3 separate regions of the Mus musculus genome follow, and regions 1 and 3 are each linked to region 2. A link is a contact called in public promoter capture Hi-C data. All regions are on one chromosome and are shown on one strand. Each heading gives the region's core, a stretch centred on a gene start, on an enhancer-like site or on the middle of the called end of the contact. The rest is flanking DNA. Distances are from core to core; before and after follow the strand shown.

Region 1 (4,756 bases), core at 526-3,025, 2.7 Mb before region 2:
CTCTGGGGGAGGAACTTGTCGGGATCCTTATACAGATGTTTTGTCCTCACGACTTCCACCTTCATTTTGTCTGTCTTTGCACTGAGGCAAAATGCCCAGTACCTCTTCAAAGGCATCTGCTGGAAAAGCCTGACTTGCGCCGCAGACTTCTCCACCAACCCCCACAGAAGGTAGGATCAGGTTTCAGATCCCAGAGAGGCACTTCCACAGCCTGCGCTTCGTTTGAAGTAGAGATGGGGTGTGAAGTAAAGGCAGGCTGCACAAATCCTGTCCAGGGCACAGTCGGAACAGAAAACCACTGCTTAACCTTAAGGTACCTACCACTGTTTAGTTTTGTGGCTGCTCTCATCCTCAGTTCTGTGCAGTTTATTGGAAAAGGGAGTCACGAAAGGTTTTTCATTCACCGCTGCTACCGCCGCCGCCGCTGTCACTACCACAATTACCACCACCACCCCAATAAGAAACTTGATGTTATCTGGTCTTTTTGGAGTCTTGATGAGAGCCACAGGATACCTCTACCTCCCACGGACAGTGTATCATTAGATGGACTACGATAGAGCCCACCCAGAGTTAGGCCTCTAAGTGGCCACAACCACTGAGGAAACCACTCCTTTCTGGATTATAACCCTGTTAGGTGGTTCCAGTTTTGAAACACCTACACAGTCTTAGTTTAGTTCTTTTCCTTTCCTTTTTCCAGGTGCCGCTCGGATGTGTAATTATTCCCCATACCCCCAGAATGTTTCCCATTGTCCTAGGAGCTCCCAATGTCCTTACTGCCATTGGGAGGCGGGGGATCAAGGAGGAGACAGATGTCTTATTTTTCAATGAACATTCTTAAAGGTGAGCCATGTATCAGGATGGCACACGACTCTTCAAAGAAATTATTTTCTCAGAGGCAAAAGGAGGAGCAGGGCGCTTGGTTTCTGGTGCACTGCTGATTTCTAAGGCCCGGGATGAAGTCTGTAAGCTTTCATTGTCTTAAGGGAAACTTAGCCTTTTTTTCATCGCGATCTGCTGCCCTCTGATGAGATGACTGGAAGAGAAAGCGCTTAGAACAGGAGGGTCTCTAAACTAGAGTTTTCCCCAGAAACAGTACTTTGAGAACAGTTCGTCTGAGAACTGTTGGGGAACGTTACAGGTTCACTCAGTTATTGTGTCCTCTCTAGAAGGAATATTCGTGCTGGTCTTTTTGTTTCTCGAAATAAAGTCCGCAGAGTTGCCCAACAGTTTAGATAATAACTCTGTAAGACGTCTAATATGTCAGTTGTTCCAACACTCTAGGCTTCTTCTATCACATCCTTCTTCTGACTGACTACCCACTAGCTGGTTCCCATAGGAAACTGCCCAGCAGACCTAGTCATCTTGCATCAGTCACAAACCCGAATCATTTCGAAAACGTTGCCCTTTTTGGAATAAAGGCGGGCATTTATTTCATCTAGCGATGAATTTTGTCACAGTGGTGTCAGGATAAAAAATAAGTCCAGCGTCGTTCTCCCTCACCCAGTCCTGCAGGCGTGAGGCGCGCAGCCGTGGGGAAATCCTGGCCACTGTCTGGGATGCTATTCGCACGCGTTCCTGGAGCCTCGGCTAGCCAGCCCCCGCAAGGCCGCACGCTGTGCGCAGACACCCGAGTCTAGGGAGCGCGAGTGTCACTCGGCACGCCGAAGACCTCGGGGTTTGGAGCGGCGGCGGCAGCGGGGCAGCGGCGACCCCGCGCCCGGGGCTCATTAGGAGCGGAGCTGCCAGGCTCACTGTAGGACCCGAGCCGCGAGCCCAGTCGCGTGGGGGGGGGGGGGGAGGAGGAGCAGGGAGCATGCTCGTCACTCACCCCGATTGGCCAATGAGCGCCGCGTCTTGGTTGCCTATGACCAATAGGAAGAGAGAAAATTTGTGAGTGGCGTTTGAGAAGGGCGGGAGAAAGGGAACCTGGGAGCGAAGTTGAAGCTAAACCCGGTAAGCTATAAAGAAGTTACAGGGGGGCGCTTTGGGCTCCCAATTAGGAACAGTACCGGCTCCCAACACTACGGAGGACTCGGACTCGGAAAACACCTCTCCTGTCCCCAGCCTGTGTTCTCCTCCCGCTGCTACCTACCCCTCCCCCATTCATGCCCATGGGAAGGTGGCCCAGGCACACTCTGCGGGCTGCGGGTGACAGCCGGGAGGCTGCCGCTGAGGCTCCGCAAGCGCGCAGGCTTGAAAGCAGTTAGGGGGCGGGAGCCTTAGCAGCCTCCGCGGCTCTCGAGGACGTAAGGTAGGTGAGGAGCCAAGAGCTCCAGGTGATGCCTACGAGGGGCTGTCGCGCGTGCCACCTGTTAACTCTGCGCTGCGGTGCCCTGTGTGCAACTGCGGGAGTCCCCGGGGGTTTGATGCATAAGCAGCACTTCTCCAGGAACCCCTCAGACGTGAACCCCGCCGGGGAGAGGCAGCCGGAGTCCGGGGCAGTGGAGGAATTCTGCACGGCTGGATAGCCTGGCTTGGCGCGCACGGCCGGCCGAGCTCTCCGCAGACGCGCATTTAGCCGTCGGTGCTACATCCCGGCCGCGGCGAGCGGAAGCCCAGCCTGTCCCGGGACCGACCTGCCCAAGTTTTAAATACCCAGGGCTGTGACGAGCAGAGTATGAGCGCAGAGGCCCTTTGGGGCCCGGTTGGCTGAATTATAGTGGGTTTGAGTTTAGCCACAGATGTCTTATTCCTTGGTGTTCTTGTCTTCGTAGTGATCTGAAAGAAGTTACCCGCGATTCCTGTTTCCTACAAACCAGCTCAGAACCAGAGGAGTTGGAAAACAAACGTCGGGTATTATTATGTCGATTTCCCAAGGACCCGGGTTCTTACCGCGGATCAGATGAAAAGGTTGGCTCCTCGGGAGTCCTTCCAGCATTTTATACTTAGAGTCCCAAAGGATTGCCCGGATTTGCCGTGAACCAGCAGCTTTCTTTTATACTTACACCTCACGTTTTCAAGAAAGTATTTTGTTTGCCGCATTGCCCTGTCCATCATTCGTGTCTTCCCGGAGCAAACTTCAGCCTCCTGTTTAAAGTTATGTTTTTACCGAGTGTGATCTCTAATTGAAAGTTAACTTTTGGTTTTGGATGAGTCTGTGGAGTTTACGTTGTAAGAAGAAAGGGAGCCCGAGACACGATGAAAGAAAAGTCTAAAAATGCTGCCCGAACGAGGAGGGAGAAAGAAAACAGTGAATTTTATGAACTGGCTAAATTACTGCCTTTACCCTCAGCCATCACCTCCCAACTGGACAAAGCATCCATCATCAGACTCACGACCAGCTATCTCAAAATGAGAGTGGTCTTTCCAGAAGGTAAGCGTCTGTGCCTAGATTGAATTTCGAAGGAGTAAACCTACCCCAGCAGCACAGAAATGTACTTGTGTTTACCGGCGTGGGTTACATTCTCTGAAAAGGGAAATTTAACCAAGCTATTTGATCAGTCAGCGCCAAAGGGCTTTCCCTGCCTTTCTTAGTCTTTCTCTTCTTCCCCGTATTTCTCTCTCCAACACATTCGATATATTTGGTTGGGAAATAACCCAATAGTGCTTTTATCAACATTTGGCTCAGTTGAAAGCACGGCTAATCCAAACATGACTTTCCTTTTTGTTCCTCTAGTCAGACATGTATCCAATAGAAATCAGGAGTACTGCCCAATTGCTTATTTTTGCTAGGTATAGATTAGATGTATAAACATAGTGCTAGGTAAGCTAGATAATAATTTATCAAAAGGGCCACAATTCCGCGAGGGCAGGCGTGTGTGTGCGAACAGTATGCCTGGACTCCGCCAGTCTCTTGGCTGTTTATAGTAAATTGGTTCTCATTTTTTAAGATGTCCAGAGATTCTTAAATCGGAGCTTTGTGAGTTGCATTTCTGGCCTTGGCGTTATCTGTAAAATCATAAATTTGTCTCAAAATAGTCAAGATTTGAGGAAAGTAGAGCAGACAGAAATGTATCCTCAGTGGTGGCTGACAAATCGAGACAAACTCTCATAGGGCCTAGAAGTTAGAATACCAGCAGCAGATAGGATTGTAAGTTGGAATTTCAGTTACTAATACTCATTGTGAGAGGAAGAGCGGACTTCCCAGAGCATAGTCTTGTGTGAACTCATATCTACTTAGTAGGAAACGTGAATACTCTCCAGGGAAGGAGCTCTTTGATCTCCCATTTGCTCACCCTTCCTCAACCAAATAACAAACAGAATAGAAAAATATTTTGTTAGGGGAGGAAGTTTTAAGAATGTAAAAGAATGATTACTAGACAAACAAAACTTCTAGAGAAAGAAGTTTGTTTATTTACAAATGAGACAAATGAGAACTTCTTTTTGACCTGTTGTTGGTTTTGGGTGTTTGAGGGATCTTATTTTTTGATGGGGGGGGCTAGTTTTTGCTGGGAATGAAGTTTTCCTTCACTTGGTGTTTGTTCAAAACTTGCAAAAGGGCTGCAAACTAGCCAGGGCTACCACACAAACCTTCTAAATAGTTTATTTCTATCATCAAACCCATCAGTAGTATTATATAGTTAGTTCCTTGAACATCTCTTTTCATTCTGAAATCCAGGGAGGAGAGAAATTACAGTTTAGAATAGCGAGAAAGTTTTTTTTTCTTTTGTCTTGGTTTGTTTTTTAGGAGAAAGGAGAAAGGCTGTAAAAACTAAAAATCACACTTCTGACCCAAACTGTACTGAGACTTGCTGATGGGAGAATCACCATTATACCACACTGCCTTCTGCTTAAAAAAGAGATCTCTCTGTCTTTT
Region 2 (4,371 bases), core at 1,082-3,581:
CACACACACACACACACACACACACACACACACAGCTTCATAAACAAAGCATACCGTTAATCAGATTGATAGTTCTAACATGACTAGTGACTTGATTTAGGATTATACACTGTAGTAAGTTTGTTTCCTGCTTTCTCTTGTTAGCATAGGGGAATGACGGGCTTCAACAAGAGCAGTTGTTACAGGTGGAGAAAAGCTAGGCAAAAAAAGATGGGAGCATTACGTTTCGGACAATAAGACTGCAAAGAAATATTATATATACTCTACTTCACCTATTTGACTCTCTGAGCAAGTCTTTCTTTCTCAAATGTGTATTTACAAACATAGGGAGCCTATCTCATGTTCATATGTACTGTCATATCACAAATCCTACACCTGATTCTATATGCACTTCCTAATGTCTACCATGCACAAGCCAGTATCCTCACAAATGAAAGAAAAAGCACAGTAAAAGGTACCAGGCCCTCGGAGACCCAAGTGACGATCTAAAGCAAACCATTCCAGAAGGACTAAGAAGGTAACGTGAGTAAGAGTGAGAAGGTGGTTCTGGACAGACAGCACAGGCTGAGAGCACGTGCTGCTCTTCTAGGGGACCTGGATTTGGATCCCATCACCATGATAGGAAGGGCTCACAGTTGCACGTAACTCTAGTTCCAGGGGATCTGATGCCCCTGGACTCTGATGGCAACACATGTGCTGCACAGAACATTCAGGTGCACGTGTGCACGTGCGCGCGCACACACACACACACACACACGTGTGCGCGCGCGCACACACACACACACACACACACACACACAGAGATTGATTGATTGATTTTCAATTTAAATGAGCTGACAAGTACCAGAGAAGAAACCATGAACTGCCCTGGAGATTCCATACTAGCTCTAAGCACCTTAGCAAAGGTGTGGTTTATATTGGACTTATTTTATTTATGTAACATATATCATCCTCTATAAATACTATGACTAAAGAAGACTAGATATAGTTCAGTTAAAGTTCAGTTTGGCATCCCTGAGGTGGATCACACTGGCTACTGATTCTGCCCTCTCTGAACACCTGCTCAGCTGGGAGGTATAAAGTATAAAGTTGCATCACACTTAAGCCAAGAACACTGACAAGTACAGGAGGCTGGTATGAGATTAAGAGAGTATTTTTCAGAGAATCAGTCAAAGTAAGCCAACACTAAAATACTAAGCGACTTGGTTTTGGTTAGGTAATAGCATAATCAATCAGCCAAGAGTAAAAAAAGAGATTATTTGGGAAAGGGATCATAGTATTTCATGATGTGGATCTTAGCTGGGAAAAAAAAATCACAGCACTACCCTCAAGAGTGACCAAAGGAATATCTTTACGATTTTACAAATACAAAGTGAATGTAGAGCAGAAATCCGAAACAACAATTAACAACATACCCAACTCCAACAGCGCAGAAAGAGGGCGGGCAAAGAATTTTAAGTTCCTAACAGGGGCAGGTTAAATGTTTGCCTAGTTAAACCGGTAAATTACAGTGTTAAACAGACCGATATTTTTTAAACACAGCTTTCTTCTTCTTTTTTTTTTTTTCCAACATCCGTGCAATTAGACAAGTTTATCAACCTATAAACTCAGGCATCCCGTTACAAACTTAAGCCATTTACTGTCTAGGGGAGGGGGGACGATGGTTGTACAACTATCAAATTCTCTCTCCTCTTGCCTCTGGCATCCAAACAAATAAAATGGCTTTGCTTTATTTCATACTATCCACTGCAAGGTGGCGCCAAAAAGAGCAGTTTGGGGATAGAGCCTTGTCCCTCACCTAGGCTCGCGTAGCCCCGCCCCTCGGGAGCTGTGGCCACGCCCCGCGCGTCTCAATCCCGCGTTGCGCGCCATTCGCGGGTGCGCGCTCATTGCGCGCCTCCAGGCCGCCTGGCGAGCGAGAGCCTAGCGGAGGGATGCTTTGGAAAGCATTTGGAAATTCGCTTCTAATCCACAGGTGGTTGGCTGTGGCCTCCCAGCCCTGCGGGGAGTTTAGAAATTAAAGGATGCGGACGAGACCTGACGCTAACCACGGGAGGGAAACGATCCCCCGGGACCTCACGCTGCGGTGGTCACTTACGGGCTCAACACGCACTGTCTTGGTCGCCGGGACCGCGCTGCGGCCGTGGTCGCCCCAGCCCGACCCGCGCGGCGTTGGAGGGGGCGGGGCGTGCGCGCGGCCGCTCGAGGGGGCCGCCTTGCGCGGGGGCGCGCAGGCTTCTTCGCGCTGCTCTCGCTCGGCCTCTGAAGGACTTGAGCTTCCCGCGGACCCCGAGCCGCGCACTGCCTCAACTTTCCGGCCGCTGGGGCTTCTTCCGGGTGCGGACGCAGGCGGGCGCGCGCCAGGACGGACGCTGGAGTCTGCGAGCGGGAGGCGGGAGCAGGGAGAGAGGCGGGACTCGGGGAGCTGGAGGCGGGGTTTGGGCCGGACAAGACGTCTGAGGGGCGGGTCTCGGAGGCATGGGGCGGGGTTTGAGCGGGACACCGGCTTCGAGGGCGGGTTTAGGGTGAAGTGGATAATTCAGGCTGGCAGGAATTCCGCGGATTGGTGATGGGCGAACGCGGGGTGGAGACTAGGGCGGAGAGAAGGGGAACCCTGGTGACGTATTAGGGCGGGATGTGGGCGATCTGGGACTCGACTTTGGTTTGCACCTTCAGATATCTTAGAACACAAGTGATTTTGTTGTTTTTTTTTTGTTTTTGTTTTTTTTTTTTTTTTGGGTTGGCGATGTATTTAAGGAATCTGCCTACTTCCACGTCACAATATTTTCCATTTCGTGTAGTTCTCTGATCCATTTCGAGCTAAATTTTATAAGTGGTGTTACGGTTTTGTGAAGTCACTTCTACTTTAAATCCTCTGACTGCACATCTACCTATCAGCAATTTTTATTAAATCAAATCAGGCAGCTGAGGGCAAAATTGGATATAAAAAATTCATTATCTGGCCGGGCGTGGTGGTGCACGCCTTTAATCCCAGCACTTGGGAGGCAGAGGCAGGCAGATTTCTGAGTTCGAGGCCAGCCTGGTCTACAGAGTGAGTTCCAGGACAGCCAGGGCTACACAGAGAAACCCTGTCTCGAAAAAACAAAAACAAAAAAGAAATTCATTATCTTGACCCCAACTCAGCTTCAGCAAGAGAGTCATGTCAGCACGTGCTGCCACCGTTCATGTTCCCTGATCTCAAAATGTCCCTAGCTCAACTAATAAGTGTTTTTCTGAACTTCAAATTGTTCCTGAAGACTTTCTACATTAGAGCCTAAGGGTGTTACTTCCTAGGGCCAGGCCCTCTTTTTACATCAGTTAAGGATACAATGTCTCAAAGACATTCCTACTGGTCAATCTGATACAGGCAGTTCCTTAATTCAGACTCCCTTCTCAGCTAGGCATGGTGGCAAAGGCCTTTAATTCTGGCAGGTTGATCTCAGTGAGTTTAAGGCCAGCCTGATCTACAAAGTGAGTTCCAGGACAGCCAGATACATTTCAACAAAACAAAACAAACAAGCAAAAAAAAAAAAAATCTCTTTTCTGAGGTAATTCTTGGTTAAGGCAAGTTGACATTTGAAATTAAGCAGTACACCTGTATGATACATTGGTTCAATCTTAATGATTTTATGTCCCTATAAAAACTTCACACATTGGAGCACTATTAGTACATTGGACCACGGAAGGGGAGAAACTGGACCATAGCCACTCATAGTTTGTTCCAGGATAAACTGTTCTCTCCTTTTGAGGTAAGGGTTGCGTTTTTGACTCTACAATGAGTAGAAGTATTAAATTTTTTTTGAGACACAGTCTTGTTAGGTAGCTCACAATAGCCTCCAGTCTGCGGTCCTTCTGCTTCTTAAGATTATGGGTGTGAACCACCATAAATGGCTAATAGAGCACTCTTAAGTCTTGTAGTATAGCCTTTACACAGGTGTATACACACACACACACACACACACACACACGAGAGAGAGAGAGAGAGAGAGAGAGAGAGAGAGAGAGAGAGGGAGAGAGAGAGAGAGAGCTATTAGCTTGCAGAAGACCATGGCCTATAGTGAGCCGGGCAATAAAACTGATAGCCAGGTCTATGGTAATGACAACTGAGTTGTGAACATTCCATCTTGGAGAGAAGAGGGGTTTTAGGACCCACAGAAGACCTTTACTTCTCATCCCAGTCACCACTCTCTCCTATCCATCCTCATAAAAGTAGGTAAGAGGTTTTAAAAATGACTTGGAGTGATACATTTTTAAAAAGTATAGAATTTTATTTATTTATTTATTTATTTATTTATTTATTTATTTATTTATTTATTTATTGTGGTGGATCCTGGGATTCAAACTTAGGCAAGTCAGAGAACAACCTGTAAG
Region 3 (4,760 bases), core at 497-2,996, 2.5 Mb after region 2:
TTTACATCATTTGAAAGAAGATGGAATCAACTAGAGATCATGTTAAGCAAAATGAGCTAGACCCAAAAAAAAACAATGTATAAAATGTTTTCTTACATGTGGTTCCTAGATTCTATTTAGATTCCCCTTCCCCCTCCCCCTTTCCTGTGTGTGCATGTGACAATGAGACAATCTGAATGAAGGAAGGCAACTAGAAGGAGAGGGAAGAGGAAGAAATATGAAGGTATGGAGGTAAAATACAGCAAAGCACATGGTACACTTCAAACAGCTTCATAAAACTCACCAATAAATAAGGTGAGGACATCAAGAAAACTAGGGTTATTCTTAGAGAACTCTTTATTTACTCTTTTCTATTGGTCTTCTCCTTATATTTTTCATTTACTTTGTTATATGACAATATCGTATGGGCATATGATATAAAGCAATTACTAGCTAGCTCTCCAATATTCCTTCTTATCTCCCTCTCTTCTCTATCAACCCTTCTGTATCCCTACCAGTTCCTTTCTGGATTCATGACGGTTTTTGTTCTGTTCTGTGACCCATTTCATTTAATCAGATCCCCCTGTGTGCTCATTGATTATACACTGATTCCTAGTAGAGTGAGAAGTGCTCTGTTCAACCATCTTCTAAAATAAATCTCCTGATGATTGTTTCCTGAGCCCCTGGCCGTTATTTCTACTCATCAGTCAAGGCCCATAAAGCTATAAAAATCAATACCTAAATGCTTATCTTTCCAGACAAAGCAAATAAGTAGACAGTGTACTTTAAAATCCCCTCTTTTAGATATCCATGGTCAAAAGATCAGTAACTGCAGGTGTAGCACATAATACCATCTATAAGCCAGACTTAGTCATTTTTTTCTTCTGTAGCTAGAGAAAATTTCACATAAACTAGAGATTACGCTGCACATATAATTCATATGTTCATAAAATTTACTGTGTTCTTTGGGTCAGTTTAACCTTATTTTACAAAAGTGCCACTTTCTTTGATAGCTGAGTGTAACGTGCCCGAATAATTGAAGATTCACTTCTATTTCTGACAGGTTCTCTCTTGCCCCCGCTGTCTTCAAGAAGCGAGGGAGCAGACAGCAGAGAGGATACATATGAAGTACTCTGTAAACTCGGTATTACCAGCCTTTAAACGGGATGAAGCAACGTAAAAATAGATCACCACGAAGGATTTAAATGAAACAGGTTTGCACTCAGTAGATGCAGGATACTCGTGTTATAGTTCTGGGAAGTGTTTATAGCTCAAATACGTCTTGGGATGTAGACGCATCATCTGAGAGAGCATCGCAGTAAGTCTGCCTGTCAGGAACTGCAGATCGCCTAGAAGCCTGGAGCTGTGGGAAAAAGTGTGTGGGTGGGTGGGTGGGGGTGGGGGGGCTCGGGTCTTAAAGGCTGGAAGCAGGGCCTACGAAGACCACTGTCCTTCCTGCTGCTGTGTTGGCTAGCGTCAACTCAGTATCAACTATAGCCATTTTGGAGGAGGAAACCCCTAATTGTGAAAATGTCTTCAGCGGATTAGCCAAAGGACAAGCCTGTCAAGCATTCTCTTGATTGATGTTTGATGTGGGAGGGCCCTAGTCTCTGGAGGCAGTGCCACCCGTTGGGCTGTAGCCATTTCCTCCAAGTTGAAACATCTTCTCCTGGAGGGAGGGGGCGCTAGAGAGTCGGGAAGTAAACCAGACAAATCCGGTGAAAACTGAAACTAGCAAGATTCTCAAGGTCCCCACCCCCTCTCCTCCTGGGCTTCAAAAGCAGTCGAAAACTGCGGGGTGAGAAAGGATTGCACGGTTGGCTAGGATTCCCACAGCGAGCAGTTCGGTTGCAGTTTTCCTGAATCCCCACCTTGATGAGGTAAGCTTTTCAGAGATGCAGCTGCTTTTGAGCTTCCCTGACCCCACTGACCAGCACTGGATTCTGGATTTCCATCCCATAATTAGTTGTCAATGCCCTCTCTGGGCTAAGCAGACATAGACTGTGGTTCTCTAAATACGTCTCATGGGACAAAGTGTCTGGAGAGGTATTCTAGAGGCATATGTTAGAGGTATTTTGCCACATTTCCACATCTCATAGCACTGAACAATAAGGGAATTGTTGGCTATAGGGAACTATGCCACCAAGAGTAAGCTAGGGTCTAGAGAACCCCCTTAGCAAGTCCTGAGAACACCCATCTAGCACCCAAAACCAACACAAGATTAATGCAGCATAGTGGGGGGCTCAAACCCCACAAAATACAGCCTTAGACACAGAAGCCTATAAGCAGCTGAGACTGAATAGGAAACAAAAGTAGATATAATGTAGGGAAGTTAAAGATACCAGTTCAAACTTCACAGTAGACGGGAGAATTTTCCAGCTGGGCTGGAGAGATGGCTCAGTGGTTAAGAGCACTGGCTGCTCTTCCAGAGGTCCGGAGTTCAGTTCCCAGCAACCACATGGTGGCTCACAACCATCTGTAATATAATTTGATTCTCTCTTCTGGTGTGAATGAAATAAATAAACAAACAAATCTTAACCAATAATAGTAGTAGTAGTAATAATAATGATAGATAATTGTACCAGGCATGCTTGTCTCTGTAAAGTATAAACTCTATAATAATCATTAGATTTTTTTGCCATCTGTACTTCCTTTCTCATCTAAGGTACTTACTGATTTTGTGATTTAGACTACATGTTTACATATAGGAAGAGATTACAAGTGAACTTGGGAAAAACTGGAATTCACCAGCTATGGGACAACAGTTAAAGACTTTTTGATAAACTACTTACTTAAACTGTAGGTGAGACAGTGTTTCATTGGAGGATTTTAGTTCTCTCAGGCTTACAAGACTAAAGCTAAAGTACTTGGTGATGCCTGACAAGAATTACTGTAAATATTAGACATTACTATTAAAGATACTATATCTTTGTGACAATACTCTTGATACAAATTATTTCCAGACCCCATTTGAAAAAACTAAGCAAAGAAGTGATTTTAGGAATTCTAGAAAAAATAAATATGGGAGGGAAAAGAAATCACTCTATAGTTTTGAGAATCCTTACCTCAGTATTTCTCAAAAGTGAGCTTGCCAAACTGTGGAAGTCCACAGCTGCCAGGCTGAGGTAGAGGCTTCAGGGACTCTGAAGACAAACTAACAAGGATTGAACTGATTTCAATGCAGCTTCTTGTTGAGAGGTCTCTAATCTTTAGTATTCCTATACTCTTGTAAATCCAAAAAGTTATGTATGAGTGCTCCCCTACCACCCCACTAAAGTGCTAATGCATTTATCTTTAGGGCCTTTCTTATCTAGAAAATGGCTCCATCAAAGCAACAGAGGGATCCAGGAAATAGGACAGTAGCTATGCTATGGTAGTTAAGTTGACTATGAATGCAACAGGTTCCAAAAACACATAGGAGACAAACTTCTGGACGGGTCTATAAAGGATTTTTGAGACTGGCTTGGGTGGGAAAACCCACCTGAAATGTAGACTGTGCGGTTCCTTAGATTAGATTCCAACACTACCTAAAAAAGTAGACAGGAACTGAATAGAGTCTCCATCACTTTGCTTCCAGAGTGCTGAAGCAATGTAAGCAGCTACCACTGTGCCACAGTCCTGCTGCCATGCCTTCTCCACCACGGCAGGCTGCCTTCAAACTGGGCCAGCCTAAACCCTTTACTTCTATTAGGTGTTTGTTATGTCATTCAATGAGAACAGTCATTAATACAGTGGTGTGTGGGGTGTGTGTGTGTATGTGTGTAACCTGGATAATGGTATGTGGAACCTCGGCAATGAATGCATTAGGCATTGTAGTCTCTGGAATCAAAGAGACCAGATTCAAATTCCAGCTGTACAAATTACTAATATCTGAAGTCAATAGCTTACTTTGTGCCCTATTTACATTAGCTATTTTCTAAAGGATCCTGAAAATAACTACCTTAGGGGATTGTTCCAAAATGACATCATTTAAATTAGAACCAGTGCACAGCTCCTAGAACTTCATGGCACTGAGTAAACGTGATATGGTATGGGGGAAGGAATGGTTTATATTTGGGGATATTCTCAAGAAACCTTAGAAGATACAAACAAAATAAGGCACCTACAAAACCATACAGGTATTGAAGAAAAAAAATCAAGTTATGGGAAGAATAATGTAGCCATACTGTACTGTTACTGAACACATCAATGAATAAGATTTATATAAACATAATGATGTAAGGCTTCAAGGATGATCCCATCAAGAACATGGTAAAAACTGGAGGGAGGAAGGGAGAGAGGGGAAAAGTAAGTTCTAACCATCCAGATACCTAGAGATGAGAGACAAGAAGTCCAACTTGGAAACATCAAGACAGTGTTAAACATACATTCAGTTACTTAAAGACCTAAATATAACCCAATCACAAAAGAACTCACATGATATGTACTCACTGATAAGTGGATATTAGCCCAGAAACATAGAATACCCAAGATACAAGATACAATTTGCAAAACACATGGAACTCAAGAAGAATGAAGACCAAAGTGTAGACACTTTCCCCCTTCTTAGAATTGGGAACAAAACACCCACGGAAGGACTTACATAGACAAAGTTTGGAGCTAAGACAAAAGGATGGACCATCTAGAGACTGCCATACCCGGGGATCCATCCCATAATTAGCCTCCAAACGCTGACACCATTGCATACACTAGCAAGATTTTGCTGATAGGACACTGATATAGCTGTCTCTTGTGAGGCTATGCCAGGGCCGAGCAAACACAGAAGTGGATGTTCACAGTCA

What was found. Promoter capture Hi-C pulls out the DNA fragments that hold promoters and counts their contacts.
Region 1: a promoter capture Hi-C map of liver shows a contact between it and region 2, with 2.7 times the contacts expected there. The contact joins the promoter of A230054N11Rik here to the promoter of Mcm9 in region 2. A contact is called at or near these places in 1 of 39 promoter capture datasets (liver) and 1 of 115 datasets of contacts at active chromatin or transcription factors (astrocytes).
Region 3: a contact with region 2 is called in a promoter capture Hi-C map of pre-B cells. The contact joins the promoter of Msl3l2 here to the promoter of Mcm9 in region 2. A contact is called at or near these places in 10 of 39 promoter capture datasets (the 3T3-L1 cell line, 3T3-L1-derived adipocytes, the C10 cell line and 6 more), 3 of 484 Hi-C or Micro-C datasets (CD4 T cells, muscle stem cells and regulatory T cells), 4 of 115 datasets of contacts at active chromatin or transcription factors (embryonic forebrain, embryonic stem cells, large pre-B cells and 1 more) and 2 of 9 other capture datasets (adipose tissue and pancreatic islet).

The regions. Positions count from the first base shown.
Region 1 is chr10:50,892,759-50,897,514 of GRCm38.p6, forward strand. A230054N11Rik (a long non-coding RNA gene) reads right to left here and starts at 1,776. Exons shown (of 2, transcript XR_871640.2): 1 at 322-1,776. It overlaps Sim1 (single-minded family bHLH transcription factor 1), which reads left to right and starts at 2,893. Exons shown (of 11, transcript NM_011376.3): 1 at 2,893-3,313. The coding sequence starts at 3,139.
Region 2 is chr10:53,627,626-53,631,996 of GRCm38.p6, forward strand. It overlaps Mcm9 (minichromosome maintenance 9 homologous recombination repair factor), which reads right to left and starts at 2,332. Exons shown (of 13, transcript NM_027830.3): 1 at 2,099-2,332.
Region 3 is chr10:56,105,171-56,109,930 of GRCm38.p6, forward strand. Msl3l2 (MSL3 like 2) reads left to right here and starts at 1,747. Exons shown (of 2, transcript NM_001163833.1): 1 at 1,747-1,859. All of the region lies in intron 22 of Tbc1d32 (TBC1 domain family, member 32), which reads right to left.